2 separate regions of the Lactuca sativa genome follow, and region 2 is linked to region 1. Evidence: chromatin contacts called from public Hi-C data. All regions are on one chromosome and are shown on one strand. Each heading gives the region's core, a stretch centred on a gene start, on an enhancer-like site or on the middle of the called end of the contact. The rest is flanking DNA. Distances are from core to core; before and after follow the strand shown.

Evidence for each region. Hi-C and Micro-C count contacts between places; a contact is called where the count stands out from the background.
Region 2: a contact with region 1 is called in a Hi-C map of seed, with 4 times the contacts expected there. The contact joins the promoter of LOC111902717 here to the promoter of LOC111921376 in region 1. A contact is called at or near these places in 2 of 4 Hi-C or Micro-C datasets (leaf and seed).

Annotation. Positions count from the first base shown.
Region 1 is chr4:163,023,145-163,028,424 of Lsat_Salinas_v11, forward strand. LOC111921376 (lipoxygenase 1, chloroplastic) reads right to left here and starts at 1,964. Exons shown (of 7, transcript XM_023916937.3): 1 at 1,243-1,964; 2 at 804-1,084; 3 at 292-529; 4 at 1-210. The coding sequence starts at 1,612.
Region 2 is chr4:163,543,657-163,548,936 of Lsat_Salinas_v11, forward strand. LOC111902717 (RING-box protein 1a) reads left to right here and starts at 2,948. Exons shown (of 5, transcript XM_023898531.3): 1 at 2,948-3,156; 2 at 3,232-3,282; 3 at 3,369-3,428; 4 at 4,221-4,292; 5 at 4,413-4,587. The coding sequence starts at 3,009. The coding sequence ends at 4,450. LOC111902716 (guanine nucleotide-binding protein subunit gamma 4) reads right to left here. Exons shown (of 5, transcript XM_023898530.3): 4 at 4,971-5,018; 5 at 4,570-4,850. The coding sequence ends at 4,613.

The DNA.
Region 1 (5,280 bases), core at 714-3,213:
GAACTCCTTCACTATAAAGACTATCGATCTGTGAAAACCCTTTAAAGTCGTGTTTTTTAGAAATACTTGCCACTATTGATGGCAATAAATTATGTAACACAGCTTTTAATCTCCCTGTTGAAAATGCATTTGCTTTTGACTCCTCAAATTGTTCATCTCTTGGAACATACATCGGTAATGGCTTCTCCACACGACTTTCAGCTTTAATATCTATAAATAATAAAATATATATTATATATCAAATGAATATAACCATAAAATTTATATTTATATTTATATAAATAAATATACCAGTATCACTAGGTACACGTCCAGTTCGGCATCTTCTTGGATAAGGGATTTTATCACCTCCAAGTGAAGGCCTAATATAGTCATTTCCTCTATCGGGATTTCCCAAATCATTATAAACATCGTAATCATAGATTCGATCTGACAACTTTCTGATTCCATCTCCATCACCTCGTAAATCTTTAAGCTCTTTGTCTCTTAAAGACTTTAATCCTAATGGAGTTTCATTAGGCAGATATGGCTGCAAATAGGAAAAAAGAAAGTTATAATTTGATTAATGAAAGCGAAAGACTTTGAATCCAAATTGGGTATTTTTTAAAGACCAGGGAATATTCAACTTGTGATAAGTTATCTGATGGAAATTTAAGGTTTGACTTTGAAAGTTTGAATCTTGACTTTCTTGATTTATTTTAGGATTCTTTGGCTGCTGGTTTTTACTAGTTGAATAATAACGACTTAAAAATAATCAAGATTTGACTAGGAATGTATGTATGTGGGAAAAGTCTTGAATTTACCTGATTAGAGAAGAAAATTCTGGGTTTTGGATGATCTTTGGTGGATTGAACCCATGAATTACAGGGGAAATGAACAGGACCACATGCAAATCCTTCAATGGTGATCGTCTCTAAGAAGAACTCGCTTTGATGCTTATTGGTAATGGTGATTGCTCCAGGGATTCCGAATTCTGAATCCACCGAGATATCAGCGGTGTAATTAACTCTTTCAGTTTTTAGATTCGATTTCTTTGACCAATCTTTAATCGCAGCTTCTTTGCTTTTCTTTGGAGCTCTTGTTTCTTCAAGATCAAAAAATAGAAATTGATTAGAAAGTTAATAACGTAATCTAGTAAGAGAGAATGAAAAACCCAATTCGAGAACATTCTTTGTTAATCGTTTTGGCTTTGAATTAAAATGATAAGATTCACAGAGGCATATCATCGAACAGTTGGCTTACTTGGATCAATATCGTTGCTGTAAAGCTCCAAAACAACGTTTCTCCCGATCTGATCGGTAAAAGCATCTATTTTCCTCAAAACTGTCTCGTTAAAATCCTCCTTGTTCTTGTTCCTAACAGTCAACACAGCTCTCACCTTAAACGTGACCGGTTTTTCAATTCTCACAATTTTGACCAAATCTTCACTGATTGCTGCCACCACCGCCGGACTCGTTGTTCTAACACCTTTCTTCAACCTACTTGACCTCGACCTCGTTTTATCAAGCGGAAACCTAACAGGGTTTACAGAAAATTGAACCCGATTTTGGTGACCAAGAAATGACGACTTCTCCACTATAGAACACCCCGTGATTTCTTTTACAAGTGCCATCTTAATTCCAGTTTATTCCGGATGAAACTGAAGTGGGTTTTCTTAATCAACGGAGACAAATTGGGAAAAACAGAGTTTGGTGGATATGAAAGAATATGCTTTGGGGGTCCAACATATATATACACACACAAGAATGAGAAAAGTGGAGAAGATGACGAAATCACCGGCCAGTCATGTCAGTCTACTGCGCACACACTCCACGTTTAACACTTTTGAATTTATGATCGCTTTCTCGTAGTTATTCCGTTCCATCGTTTTCTCGTCTTCATTCATATATATGTGAGGAAGACTGGAAGATCGGTGGTCTGATTTGGGGAGTAAAAACATTTCTTGTCAAACCGAGTTTCTGGTTTTGCGAGTCAAAACGCGGCCGATGAAGGTGCGTGGAGAGTGGGGAAGAATTTGAAAGGACCCATTTTTGTCCTTGTGTTTCACAAAAATGCTAATTATAACCCTATTCCGCTAAAAGATGCATGTGAGTCCTTACCTTATAGGAAAAGTAAAATAATACGGTTTTAAACACAAGTGATGTTGACAAAACATCACCCTATATCTCCATGGCAAGGTTAGTTGGGCTTGGGGTAAATAGCATTGTCACTATCACTTGTGAAGTGAACCCGAAAGAAAGGGTTATGATTATCCTAAAAATACTATGTGAAAGTTAAGAGTATCCACATCGGGCCTTTCAAAAAAAATTTGCAATGCCACTAAGCATATATAGATTGCCACTTAGGACTTCATCTTTCAATATTTAAAAGACTTGCAAGTTGCAAGTAGGTTTATAATATTATTTTAATCTATCAAATCACATGTTGCTTTTTTGCAAGATGTTAAACTTGCACCGGTGTAGATGCCCGGTGTAGATGCTCTAAGTTATTATTTTGAGTGAAGTGCAGCGTACAAAGGTAAATGATCATGTGTTATGATATTGCATACAAAGGTATTTATGAATACGAAATACTTAGATTATAGAGAGTAAGTATCTTACATACGATATACTTGTATGTGATGAGTTGGTTGTTTGTGTATATTTGGATAGTATAGGTTTGTCTTTATATAGTTAATATATATTTTGAACATGTATGGGTCGCATGTCTCCCAAATTTTGCAAGAAGTGGAACTCTATGTTCGTAGGTTATGCCTATACTTTTGGGTATCGCTTTTTGTTTGCTTTGATATGGGTCTACACTTGATCCTTAATCTGAATTGTGGTAGTGTGCAAAAGATGACATTACCATACGTAAATTGTATGGGTGCATCTATTCTATGTTGGTATACGTGCCTATATTTGACACATAATTGTTATCCGCATTCAAACCATCTCACCACATTAATTTGATTTAACAATAATATGATTATCCTAACTTTTGGTGTTCTTAAAAAGCCTTCGATTATTAGGGTTTTATATCTCCTTTTTCATCATCTTCTTTATTGCTTCAATTTTCTATACAAAAAATGAATTCTTAGGAAAATTGTTTTCTTCTTTGGTCATCGAATGTTTTGGAGATAACTGAGCAGTTTGACCTTTGCTCTTTTGTCAGTGTTGAATGTAACATCGTCAAATTGACATATAAGTTTTTGTCCTTTTTAGAAAAAAAATTAGAAATGAATAAAAAATAAAATTAATTAAAAAAATTTAGATATAACTTAATTCAACAATAGTAAAAAATATTGATAACTCTATTTATAAGTTTGATAGTCAAATTGACAAAGTTATGCTATACGAACCAAAGTTGTCAATTTAGAAAAGTTAAGATTTTATTCTTATTGACCAAATAGAACTTGAAAGTCATAAATTTTGGTCAAATGATATTTAAATAAATTTTTAAGGAGTAGTTAGTATTCCATGCCAAATCGTGGTAAAAGCAAAGTCTAGAGGGACCATTCTTGCCATTTTCAAAAAAAATTGCTTAAGATGAGAAACTCTTCTCCCCTGATTAATTAAACAATTTATTTTGTTTAGTTATGGAGAGCTTAGATGATGGTGATTTCTCATCCTCCTTGTTGTTTGAGTCTCCAAGTTTAGTTAGTGAAAACTAGTCATATTATCACAATCTCCTAGCTTCATAAGGTATAATTTTTCTCTTATCTATTCATTACATGGTCTATGGTTTGTGAAATCCTTCTAATATGAAATCAATATATCAAATCTAATGTCTTTTTTGAGATTATTACACCATTTCTCATTTCTAGATCAATCCTCAAGCAACAACTTCATTCGTAGTTATGAGATTTCGGTTTTGATGATGTAACACTTATTTTTCGTAACACGTATTATTTCGAAAGAGGTAAATTGATGTGAGACTAGTAAGTAAAATAAAGCATAGATTTGCTTTAAACAAGGTATTGCTTTTTAGCAAAATGGAGTTGAGAAAGTGATATATTTTTTAAAGATGAATGCATGGATATAAAGATCGTCAAAAACGGAGTTCATGTGAGAAAGTTATGTCCGTTTGATGTTGAGATGAAAGTATGTTTCTATTTTGAGAAAGTCAACGGAAGTCAAAGTCAATTATCAACTTTATGATTTCCATAACATGGTGGTGTGTTTACCACGACGTGAAAATAAATGACTCACCGAGACACGTGTAAACCAAAGAGCGACACATGGCAATATGATCACCAGGATATGGTAGAAGATTCACCATGACATGGTATAAGGCAAGTTATCGGGACACTTGGCGGGAGAGTGTGACACATGGAGAAATTGGGGTTTACTTGACCACCACGACCTAACACATATATCCCACAACGTGGCATGCTTAGATTATAAATATGAACACTTCGTGTCATTTAAACAAAGGAGATATACCGTTATACGGAAGATACGAGGTCACGTACAAGATTCGTTGAGGTATACTCTACCCTGTTACTTTGTAATTTTGATATATATGATATATAAGGAGACTTTAGAGACCCGAATATATGTTACAGATGTTCGTGATATAGTGTTATTACGTACCCATATGTGAGATTATGAGTAAATCTTATGATTAAAGATTTAGTCAAAACTGTGAGGGTTATAAACCATAATATTTGAGAGATACTCGTTAAAAGAGAATTAGCTAATGGCTTATGAGTTAATTCTATTGTGATTATATTATAAGGTATGATTATTATTGTAATAAGAGGCAATAGGGTATAACTAGTAATGAGTCGTGACAGGTTCTGAGGAACTTGTTATTTCATAAATAAGTGTTACCATGTGACAAGCTGATAGGCAACAAAGCATTGAAACCGAGACTGTATATTATAACAAAGAGGTAGATCACAATTAATGATATCATTTATAAGTAATTGTTTGCATTAGATTTGTGATATATGTGATATCTATGATATCTACGATATGTGATATGCAAATTATATATAGATCCAAATATTTGATTACTATTGAGACATTTATTGTTATGTGTTGAGAGATTAATTTTATCGAGATCATGTGTGAGGAATTGATCATATTGATAGATAGGTTATAACTGATAGGTTGATTATGATAGGAAGATAGATCATGATTAAGAGATCGATTATGATTAAGAGAGAGATAAATCATTACCGAGATATTGAGTATAACTTAGAGACATAGATTTTGATAGAGAAACTTATTAACAGTGAGAGGGATAGATCATGATAGAGAGAGATATAGATCTTAAATAAGAGAATGGTCATGA
Region 2 (5,280 bases), core at 1,698-4,197, 520 kb after region 1:
GAAGTTTTATGAAGGGTAAATATGATATTTAAAAATTTTATGAAGGGTAAATATAATATTTAGAAATTAAGTTGAATAAATATGATATTTTGATGTTTAAAAAGGGCATATATCAAATTCTCCCTTAAAATATGCTTAACATGCGTGTGATTAAAAAAATAAATCATTATTAATTGATATGCAAGACTATATTGATAATGTAATTAAACATTAAAAAAAACTACATTGAATGTAATTAGTAATGAATCGTTTTAATTTTAATTGTGTTTTATTATCTAGATGAAATATGAAATAGTTATACAACTATTAGGTGTAAAAATAACCGCCAACATCCACCTCGCCTTTACACCATTGAAATAGACGTCTATTGTTGTTGTGTTTTCACTTTTAAAACGATTTTAGATAATTACTTGGTTGAAAACAATATTTTCTATTTACGAAAATAATTAATAACTGAATTTATAATTAAAAGAAATAATCCAAGTTAAAGAAATAATAAATAAATTTTTCTGCTAATTATTCATATCGATGCCCTCAGCCAACATATGTCTTCTGTGGCATACTGTACCATCCTTCGATCCTGCCTCATCATTCCTCTATTCCTGATTGATTAGATATGTCTAGTTTACTGCAAGACATGCTTGGACACTTTTAGGGAACATGTAGTTCATTGTAGATAACTCCTTAGCTTCAAGTATCGATATGATGCAGTTAGGGATGTTCTCTTTGATATATGTCGGTGTGCTGATATTTCCATCCAGAAAGAAGCGGTTTTAAATTTTTTGACCGACCTGTTGGATGGAAGATTCATATTTACGTCGACTGATATTTTAGTATTTGGATGGATATGAGGGAAACACGCTTATATGGATCTTACTAGGGTCTCCCCTCTCGTGGGTTTGAGGAGTGAGGTTTTCACAGCAAGAAATGCTGCTTTGAAAATCGTCGCATGAAAAGTGACAAAACACGGGAATGCATGCATTGAAATTATTCTCGCACCAGAGGCGCTAAAATTATTCAACAGAGTCCAACGGGTTATGCATAGTAATGTTATATCTTCTAGATCCACGAATATTGTTTTTAAAAAAATTAGTTTTGCAATCCAGAAAGGACTAGCGACAGTGGCAGACTTATGTGGTACCAGGGTGCCCTGGGCCACCACTCCGATTCCGACCGTTAATGTAATTTTTTTTTTCTATTAGGTGCAACGTCTTAAAATATAAATATCACTACTATTTTAGATTTGTTTGAATTTTTTTTAGTATCACCACTACTCAAACTTTCTACATTTGCCACTGACTAGCGGTGTAACTTGTTGTCGGTTGTCTTCCATCGATATTTATTGATTTATTTTGAAATGAAATGAAATGGAAGATGAAAAAATAAAACTTAACATATCAACAACATATTATATTTTTCTAAACCTTATGATTTTCCTAATTGTGAAATTCTCATTTGTGAGTTGTGACCGTAATATCATGTCACAAAATTTTTAATAGTAATTTGTTTTTATGCCATTTTTAGATAATTATTCCATTTTAAACAACCTTATCCATTTATGAAGATAATTATAGTTTAAATTGGGGGAAACTAGCTAAATATATTAATTACCTATCTAAAATTAGCCAAAAAACACATTAGCCAAACCTAGCCCACAAAATAGTAGATAGGTTAGGGTTGGCTACGGTCAACGAGAGTTGACTACAGTCAACCTTGGAAAACTACTATTTCGTCGCAATGGACTACTCTTTCGTGGCCCATCTACTGTTGTGTGATCCATTGATCCATAGTATATAATGTTTTATTTTTCACTTTATGTTACTTGTTCCTCATTTTTTCTTCCATTGTCTACTATTTTTTCTCAATAGAGCACTCGAAGAACAACGAGATACGTCCATTTTTAATTAAAAAATTTACCGTATTGTTGATTATGAGTAGTTTTTGTATATGAGGATAACCTTTTTTTTTTTGAAAAAACCGAAAAAAAAAATTAAAATCGTAGGTTTCTTACGAAACTTACGGTGTACAAGTCCACAATGCACAAAACCGTAGTTTTTTAACCCAAAACCGTAGACTTCAACACAAAACCGTAGTTTTCATAAAAAAACCGTAAATTTAACCCAAAATCGTAAGCTACGGTTTGGGAAATCGTATTTTATAGAGAGAAAACCGTAGGTTTTAAAAAATCCTACGATTTTATATCTTCAAAATGATTTTTTTTTATATTAAGTCATGTTTTGAAAACTAGACCGGACCTGCCGGTTCAACCGGGAACCATTTCCGGATCTGGTTTTTAAAGGCCAAAAAAACTGGTATTCGTGTGAACCGGTGAAAACCAGTAACAACCGGTCCGGTTGAACCGGTCAAAACCGGAAATTTTAAAAAATATATATATATTTTTTATTTTTTGTATTTTTTATATAATTAAATATAATTATGACATCATCCGGTTTTTCCGGTTTTTAGATCGGTTCGACCGGCTGGACCACTTGAACCATCGAACCAGTAAAACGACCGGTTCGATCTCCGGTCCGGTTTTCAAAACATTGATATTAAGCACGAAACAGTAGACGATTTTAAAAACCTACAGTTTCGTGGGTTATTTTGAGACAATTCCTAATTTTTGGTTAAAAATGATTAATTACTTTCTTAAATTGGCTTAGATCAGTAATTAGGCCGTTTAAATTTTCAATTTAAAAGATATACTTGATACCATAAATAATAAAGGGCGAAAGAATTTTTGATTTTTCTAGATGTCAAGTTCTCATTTATGAGTTGTAACATCGATCATGTCATAGAGATTTTCATTCCAATTAAGGGCGAAAGAATTAGATATAATTTATCGTAGACAAAAACTGAATTGTTAGAAATAGTTCAGGGACCAGAATAGTAAATAATTGAGCCAAATCCCGAGGGTTTAAACTTTAAATCACTATCAATCCACCAGAAATTAATTTGTTTCTTTAGACTCTTGACCTAGCCAAATTTCCCGGCGACCGTAGACGTCAATGGATTCCGACGTGACGATGGTTCCGGCCAGTGACGCATCTAGTCTTCCAGGACCTTCTTCATCTTCAGCCGTGGCCTCTTCTTCTTCGAAGAAACCCAAGCGTTTTGAAATCAAGAAGTGGAACGCTGTCGCACTTTGGGCTTGGGGTTTGTTTTGCAAATTCCTAATTCTGATTTTCCGTCTGTTGTGATTTCAATAACGATTTGATGTTCTTCCTGCAGATATCGTGGTTGACAATTGCGCGATCTGTAGAAACCACATCATGGATCTATGTGAGTGTAGTTTACTAAAAAAATCAATTCCACTCGTTCGATCGCTGTAGTCTTATCACTTATGTGTTGCTTTGAATTTTGATCAGGTATCGAGTGCCAAGCTAATCAGGCCAGCGCTACTAGCGAGGAGTGTACTGTGGCTTGGGGTAAGCTTTCGTCCCTGAACCCTAATTTTTTCCAATAGTATTCTCATATCCGTGTTTGTTATGTATTGAATTATGTGTTTGTGAATATCGTTGAGGATCCTAAAATCGTTGTACTCTAAGTGTACTTTTTCCCCAATTTTTGTGAAAGGGGTGTGATTCTTGCACTTAAGAATTTAATCCATCCACATAAAATAAAATACATGTTTTACTGAGTTATATGATAGCTATAAAGGTGCATACCTTATGTGGATTAATCAGTTTTCTTAAGTGGAGGAATCACAAGAACTTGTGAAAGGGGAATGAGTGCTCTGGATAATTTGCTGTGAATTTTGCCATAGATGAGCATTAATTGTTTTCAGATCTTTAGTAAAAGAAAAAGATACAAATATAGCAAAAATAATCTGAATAAGTTTAGCCAATTTTATCCATAGCAGTTGATTTAGGCCACTTGTGGATTTAGCTAATTTCCCAATATGGACTATGAAATAGGCTTATTTTCGGCCCATATCCAGTCCTCCAGCCCAATAGTGTGTTGGTATAAAAATTAAATATTTTAGTTAGTTTTCCTCTTATGACCATGAAATATGCTTATTTTGGCTACTTTTGTAAAATTCTCTTAAGAAGTATGTTTATAGCCATAATCATGCTTACAATACTTATTGAAACAAAATAAGCATTGTTTTCTATAAAGATGTTTTAGTTATTCTACATTAATTTGTAGAGACTATGAGACTAAATATTATGTTTCATTGTTTTGAATATAGCCTACAATGCTTGTTGATATTTTGACAGGTGTATGTAACCATGCTTTCCATTTCCACTGCATTAGCCGCTGGCTAAAAACACGTCAAGTTTGCCCTCTTGGTACCCAACCATCATTCTATTTCTTCCTTTAATAATAACAATTTACACACCACACACCACTTTTTTTTTATTTTATTTTTTTATTAAAATATAAAATTGTTTCAACTTTTATTTCTGTAGATAATAGCGAGTGGGAGTTCCAGAAATACGGTCACTAGATAATGGCAGCGGGCATTTGCTAATGGAAATACTTGTATTTTTGTTAATGTCGTAATGAAGGAATATCATGGGATTGTGTAATTTGTAGCATGTTTTAAAGTTTTTTATGCAAAGAATCTAAAATCAACTAGAAAAATATCCATATCGTACGTTTAAATATATCAATAAAAGCATGAACACGGGTTACAACAACAACAAGAAAATGAACATTTGGGGCATGATGGATTGCAACTACAGTTTATCTCGGGACACTTACAGTGTCCCGAGATACGTGTCTTCTTCTGTTGGGTGCTGCCAAAACAGCAACAACAGTTTGCTGACGGGCAGCATCTACAGTTGCTTTTTGTCTTGCAACAACCACAATAGCAACAACATAATAAGATGGAACCGAGCTTTTTCCTGATTTATTTAAGTTTTCCAAGAAAAAGAGTTTATGATTAGTAGGGGGTTGGTTCATATTTAATGAAATTGGTTAAGTTTTTGAGAGATGTTAGATATGCATATATGTTATTTGCTTACCCAAGATTCCTCCAAAAGTTTCTTGATCTACCACGAGTGTGCTTTGTGCTACAATATCAACAATTACCATGTATCAGCTTTTTCACTCTATCTATTTACATTTACTTTTGAAGCTATTAACTATAGTGCTTAATGACGTGGATGAAGGTACAAAATACAGGAAAAAAAATACAAATCGAGATCAAAACTGAAAACAAATCATTAGAGTTGAAATTCAGGCACTGTTTATAAAAAATAAACCAATTTATTGTAAATTAAAGTTAGATAAAACCATAAAAATATTTTATATTTTATGGTAGCTTGTAAAATA